Regions from separate parts of the Mus musculus genome. Here region 2 is linked to region 1. The links are chromatin contacts, called in public promoter capture Hi-C maps. All regions are on one chromosome and are shown on one strand. Each heading gives the region's core, a stretch centred on a gene start, on an enhancer-like site or on the middle of the called end of the contact. The rest is flanking DNA. Distances are from core to core; before and after follow the strand shown.

Region 1 (3,208 bases), core at 458-2,957:
ATAAATAAATAGGGGCTGGAGAGACAGCTCAGCGGTTCAGAGCACTGGCTCCTCTTCAAAAAGACTCCTCTTTAATTCCCAGCACCCACAAAGTATCTCACAACTGTCTGTAACTATAGTTCCAAGGGGACCCGACACTCTCACAAAGACGTACATGCAGACAAAACACCAATGCACATACATTAAAATTAAATAAAATCTTAAAAATAAATAAGTAAAAACTATGGTCTTGCTTACACCTCCGTGTTCTGTCCACATTGTGATTGCTAGATCTGTTTTCGTCTTTTTGGTTTCTGTTTTGTTGTTGTTTTGTTTTTGGCAGGCGTGCGCCAGACTGAGCTTTCCACCTGGTCCTTTGACTTTGCCTCCATCACTTTAACTCACCCCACATCGCCTCACCTCTATCTCTCCTATCCTGGGCTTCCCTCTTTTTGGCGCCACCCTCTGGATAGACTCCACTCTCACCCACAGGTAAATTCTTCCAGTGTATCATCGCGGTGTTCTTTGGTCCAAGCTACAATTCTGCTGGTTCGTATTCCCCTTTCTTGGACCCGCCTACCTCCAGTCTTTTTACCTAGTAGCCTTACTCGTTATTATGGATCCCACCTCATTTAATTGGCCACGCCCAGACCCGCCCAGTCTGGGGCGGTGTCCCAGGTCATCCCACCACCTTTGAGACCCCGGCCCCCCGAGCCTTACTTACTCCGAGATATTGTAGTAAAAGTGGCCCTTTGCGCCGTACACGTCTGGGATGGTGATGGTCTCCAGCTCTTGTTCCAGAAAGCGCAGGCCTTCCTGCTTCACTGAGATAGCATGGAGACACTCAGGTCCCGCGCCCGGGGCCAGAGCACCCCACCCGGTCCACGGCTCCCGCCGCGCGCCTTACCCAGATCCAGAGCCGCGGAGGTGACGCGGATCTTGCAGCCCGGGAGCTCGGCGTGGGCACCTGCCAGGAGCGCTAGGAAGAGGGCCCAGAGCAGGACCATGGCGACCAAGCCTGGGGGCAGGGTGGGGTCGAGTCGCAGGTGTCATCTGAGAGGCTCAAAACCACTCTTTGGTCATGCAACTAGAACGGAGTGCTGGCCCGGACCGTTACTGCCCGTAAAGTGTTTGGGGCACTCGGAACCAATCATCTTGTCTTTGCCTGATGCAAAACCGAGGTTCCGAAGCACGATAAGACTTGCGCCCTGCTTCCAAAGGATTTGGGGCTCGGTTCCCCCGTGCAACTGCCTCGTGACAAGTTTGGATCTCAGGAGGATGAACAGCCCCCCATCCCCCACCAACACTTTCTCTTTTCCTTCAGAGGAGGGCGTGTGCTGACTTGTGCGTTGGTATGGCGACGACCACAAGCGCATTCCTGCTGAGTAGCTTGAGGTCTCCCAGGCCGCGCGCGGGGATGGCCCGACTGAGCGCTATCCCCTGAGTCCCTCCGCTCCCCTAGCTCCTAAGACTCCGCTATAACGCATTCTGTCTGGTGCCCCATCCCGGAGCCCTCCTTCATCCGCTCTCCTCCCCACCTGGATTTAGTGAGCCACACAACTCACGAGGGTCTGGGGATGCGATGGGGACGCGCCCCAACTCACTTAGTAGTGTGGTCACGTGGGGCGACAGGCAGCGCGGGGGATCCGGGCGGCGGGGTCTGGCGGGTAGCGCGGGTCCAGCAGCCTTTATAAGTCTGGGCCTCCGACCCCCCTCCTCGCCGCGGTTCTTCCCTCCTCCTTGGGGGCTGGGAGGGGACGGGGCGGGACGCTGGCAGTTGGGAGGGTGGATAGGGCAGTACGGAGCCTGTGACAAGCCTAGCTGCTGTCTGGACAAGTGGGGGACTCGCTCCTAAAAGAGCGAGAAAAGTGAAGAAAGCGGCTTGCCAAACCACTGCTGTGGAATTCCAATCACACAGCAATTCCTGCACGCTCCTAAACAAACTCCTTCACTTGGCTGCGGAGCCTCAGTTTCCTCACCCAGCACCGAGTGCCTCCTTATGGGAACTCCCACTCGGCTTCCACGCTAGGCCAGCGAAAGCCAATGCCCTACGGTCATTCCCCTTTCTTTTCTCTCACAACCGTCTCCCGCTGGCTTTGTTATGAGACCCCAACCTACTTGATTGGCTTTTAGGGCCCCAGGGACCTTCCCCTATTGGAAAAGCGATCATCCCAGAGGGAGGTTTGGCCTTCCTGAGGAACTCTGAATTCTTTAGTGAGGACTTGGAGGTGGCTGCTTTGCACAGTCCCCCTCACCCCGTGCACCGCCCCGCACAGTTCCGAGCATCACAGTGGAAAACAGACAGTAGATGCTTGCTTTCTTTTTGTAGCCATGCGGGCGAAATGGAAAGGGGGAACTGATAAAGATGTTTGCTGAGCATATACTTAACACTCAGCACTCAGCCAGCTCAGCTGACCCAATAGTCTTGTTTTGTCCAGGACCTTCCTGGATTCAGAACTACCCACGGGAATCCACTCAGTCCCAAGCGAACCAGAATGGCTAATCACTCTAGATCTGGTTTTACCTTCTTATAGTCTGTGAGGCTGGCTCTCTGGCAGGAAACTGGAGGTTGAGGTTGAGACAATTCTGTGACTGTAAATGCAGAATTCAAGGATTGTTCCAAAACAGTGTGAGGTAGGATTGGTAGCTCAAGAAGCCTTCTCTCTGAGGGACCAGCGCTTACATCCTAGGATGTCAGCCTCAGGACACTTATTGTATAAATAGCTCAGGCGATTTTCTCCTTCTAAATCGTATCTAAAATAGTATATATTAAAGGTTTGGGGAGGGAGTGGGGTTTTGTTTTTGTTTTGGAGGGGAGGGAGGGTTGAGAAAGGTTCTCATGTAGCCCAGGCTGGCTCTGAATTCTCTATGCAACTAAGGGTGGTCTTGAACTTTGGCTTCTCCTGCCTCCATCGCCAGAATGCTGGGATTACAGATGTACAGCATCACTCCTGGTCTGTCTGGTGCTGGGGATACTGCATACAGGACCTGTGCATGTTAGGCACTCTACCAAGTGAGCTACATCCCCCAGGTTTAGTGTAAGGTTATTGTAAACATAGATGGTTTAAGTGCTGTGTAGATTCTCTGCCATATCCCTAGTGATACATATACATATAAAATATTATATGTATTATGTATAATACATTACATATTATATATATTATGTATTATGTATAATATATTGCATATTATATGTTATATATGTTTATTTTCTTTCTTGCTTTTACAC
Region 2 (3,537 bases), core at 101-2,600, 510 kb after region 1:
TCTTGGGCCTCTGTCCTGCAGCTGTGGTACACTGCAACCTAGACGGGAGGGGAGGAGGGAGGGAGGCGGAAGGGGAGGAAGGAGGGGAGGAGGGAGGGAGGCGGAAGGGGAGGAAGGAGGGGAGGAGGGAGGGGAGGAGGGAGGGGAGGGGGGAGTGAGAGGAGGAAGGGCCTCCCCTGGGGAGATTCCTGCTTCTGGTGTGTCCTTTTTTTCCCTCACAGGATCTGTGATCAGAGAACTCTGAATCTGACTTCAAGGTACCCCGCCCCCTCTCAAGTGAATGTCCAGACCAATGGTGACACCACCCAAAATGAATTTGGAGGCCTCTTTGCAGACTTCAGGAGTTCTGTACCCAGCTGTCTGCTGGGCCTGGGCGCTTTGGTGATTCCGGTACAGGCTGAAAACTTCTGGAAGCCTAACTTAGTTGTCTGTAAACTGCAGTGGGCACAGACAGGTGGGCCAGGCAGAAGGGTGTAGAGGCTTTGATTGAGCCTCAGCCCTCCACCCTCCAGGCAGGTCCTGTGGCCCTTGGGGAGGAGCCATGTGAACCATAACGCATAAGAGGGAGGGGGAGGGAGGGAGGGAGGGAGGGAGGGAAACTAAATTGAACCTATCTTCCGATTTGGGGTTTGCATCCCAACTCTCTTCTGCAGACCACGCCCTTCGCCCCGCCCCCTCAGTCTTTCTTCTCTTTCGGAACTCTTTAACAGCGGCTTTTAGAGCCAAATGGTGCACAGGGCTTAATGAACAGGGCATGAAGGAAGACAGACCCCTTTCAGGTTCTGAGCAAATGCCACTATCCCATCGAAAGCCTATCTCAGGCATTGCCCAGAACAACCCGGAGGCAGGTTCAGGGAAGAACCCCTACCCGTGTACAGACAGTGGAGCAGAGTCTTAAGGTCCTTTTCTTGCCCGTGGGGACTCAGTAGTAGTGCTCGAATTTGAACTAAGACTCTGAAAACAGCCTTTTCAGCTACAGGTCCCTTGCTGCTCTTGGCCTACCTGACCAGGACAGGTGTCATCGGACTTTATCCTCATCCTATGATAGAGTGGAAGTCACTTGCCTGGAGCCCTCGCAAGCAGCTCTGACATCAGAATGCCTTCCCTAACTCACTTTGTCCCGACCACCAAACCCTGTCTCTTCTCCTTGGAGAAGCCCACCGCCGCCTGCGCGAAGCACACTCGAGGCAGGTGTTGACACGTAAGCCTCCCCGAGCCTGGCAATGCAACCCTCCAAATGGGCTCTCACCCTTAGGCGCGCCTGTCCTGGGGACCGGGTCTCTGAGCAGCGCGTAGACCCCGAGGATCTGAGGGTTTCCTCTGCGCTCAGCGGGACGCGGGAGTGAACAATGAAGATGAACTGCACATGCGCAGCAGAGATGCTAGGGACCCGTTCCCGCGACCCTCTTGGCCTCCATCACATTCCAGACTCCGTTCCCACGGCGCCCGCCCATCGGGCATTTTTTAATTAATAATTTAGAGTATTTCCAGTTTGATTTGAAAGTTGCCTTGCTTCTGTGACAGGCTTAAACCCAAATGTTCCTAAGAATGCCAAGTACCATGGATAAAGGTGAAAGGTCCATGTAAGATGCTAAGTGGGAGGAAAGAAAACAAAACAAAAAAAGAAGAAATCATTTAAAAAAAATCATCTTAGGAAACTAGGGGCCTGGGGAGTGGGGGTCGGGTGGGAGAGGAGCAGGGCATATACTACTGCATATTCCTCATATGGATGGGACCTGACATTCTAACCGTGTGTCACCAGGCACTTTATAGGAAACAGAAAAGAACTATCTCATTTAATCCATGGGCAGGGATCAACACTAGCGGCTCCCAAGGACTTGACTGGAAGTCTTGCTTTAGAAAAATGTCAAACCTTATCTAAAAAAAAAACAAACAAACAAACAAAAAAAAACAATAAGATTGGAAAATATATTTTGTAAGTATATGCATATGAAAGAAATGGTTTAGTGGCTCCATTTAATTATCTCTTACACATTTGTAAGAAGATCACAGTCCCATAAAAATGATCTATGGATACAAAGGACTAGTAATAAAAGGGAGATGCAAATGAGGAATAAATATGCAGGCGCTGGTCATAAACTTCAGATAAAAACTGCAAGTCTTTAAATACTTTTTTGCCTTCACAGTAGGTGAAGATTGTAAGGAAATATGATGTGCAGAGTGGCTGAAGTTTGGAGAAACGCCCGTTCTCATAAATATCTTCTTGGGATGTAATTCGCAGAACAATTGGAGGCCACTCTGAAGGAGTGTGTGCTTTGTTAACATGGTCATTCTCTCTCCAGGGCTGTGAGCGAAGGAGTTAAATCCAAAGATGGGTGGGCTCTTCTTGGTTTTTGCTGGTTGGAATATGCAGTGGTGGTGGTGTGTGTGGGTGTGTGTGGGGGGGATTGAGTTACAAAAACTATGAAAATCCACAAAGTGGGATATAGGTCAATTGTTAAAACCTACAATGTAGATTACAACATGTTAGTAATACACGGAAGTAGGTAGAACTTACAATGTAGTTTTAAGATTTATTTTTAGGGCTGGAGAGATAGATGGCTCAGTGGTTAAGAGCACCAACTGCTCTTCCAGAGGTCCTGAGTTCAATTCCCAGCCACCACATGGTGGCTCACAACCATCTGTAATGGGATCCGATGCCCTCTACTGGTGTGTCTGAAGACAGCAACACTGTACTCACATTAAATAAATAAATAAATAAATAAATAAATAAATAAATAAATAAATCTTAAAAAAAAAAAAAAAGCTAGCTGACCAGTGGTGTTCTACCATGGTGTCTGCCCTGACTCCCTCTGTGATTGATGGGACTCATAAGATAAATACAACTTTCATTATTTTTAATTGTGTGAGGATTCAAGGTTCTCTAGAGGAACAGAACTGATAGAATCACACACACACACACACACACACACACACACACACACACACACACGATTTATTAGAATTGCTTACAGGTTAAGTTCAACAATGTCCAGCTAACCCAACAATGACTGTCTACCAAAGGAAGGTCCAAGATTTCAGTTGTTCAGTAGACTGAATGCCTCAGCTGATCTTCAGTGCATTCTGGAACCCCAAAGAAGTAGGCTCTAACGACAGTGAAGGAATGGACTTATCAGTAAGAGCAGTCAGGCCAACACAGTAAACTTCCCTCTTCTGAGTCCTTTATATAGGCTGCCAGGAGAAAGTGTGGCTCAGATTAAAGGTGGACCTTCCCACCTCAAAAGAACGAGATTAAAAATATGTCTTCCCATTTCAAATGATTTAATTAAGAAAAAAGTGTACCCAAACACAATTAGACACTCCAGATGTAGTCTAGTTGACAACGAAGAGTAGTCCTTACAGGGTGAGTGAGTGTGAGGGGGTGGGGATGTGCTATACGAAGGTGCCTGCAGAAGCCAGGAGAGGGGGTTCTATCCCCCAGAGCTGGAGTTACAGGTAGGTGTGTGAGTCTTTCAATATAAGTGCTGGGAATTCAGTCCATGCTCTCTGCAAGAACACTGTGAGTTCTTAACCATG

Evidence for each region. Capture Hi-C pulls out chosen DNA fragments and counts their contacts.
Region 2: a contact with region 1 is called in a promoter capture Hi-C map of adipose tissue. The contact joins the promoter of Zfp663 here to the promoter of Pltp in region 1. A contact is called at or near these places in 1 of 115 datasets of contacts at active chromatin or transcription factors (stem cell-derived neural progenitor cells) and 1 of 9 other capture datasets (adipose tissue).

The regions. Positions count from the first base shown.
Region 1 is chr2:164,856,001-164,859,208 of GRCm38.p6, forward strand. Pltp (phospholipid transfer protein) reads right to left here and starts at 1,708. Exons shown (of 16, transcript NM_011125.2): 1 at 1,584-1,708; 2 at 887-997; 3 at 704-803. The coding sequence starts at 986.
Region 2 is chr2:165,367,386-165,370,922 of GRCm38.p6, forward strand. Zfp663 (zinc finger protein 663) reads right to left here and starts at 1,351. Exons shown (of 6, transcript NM_001379474.1): 1 at 1,250-1,351. Gm29831 (a long non-coding RNA gene) reads left to right here. Exons shown (of 3, transcript XR_001783548.2): 2 at 222-454; 3 at 974-1,266.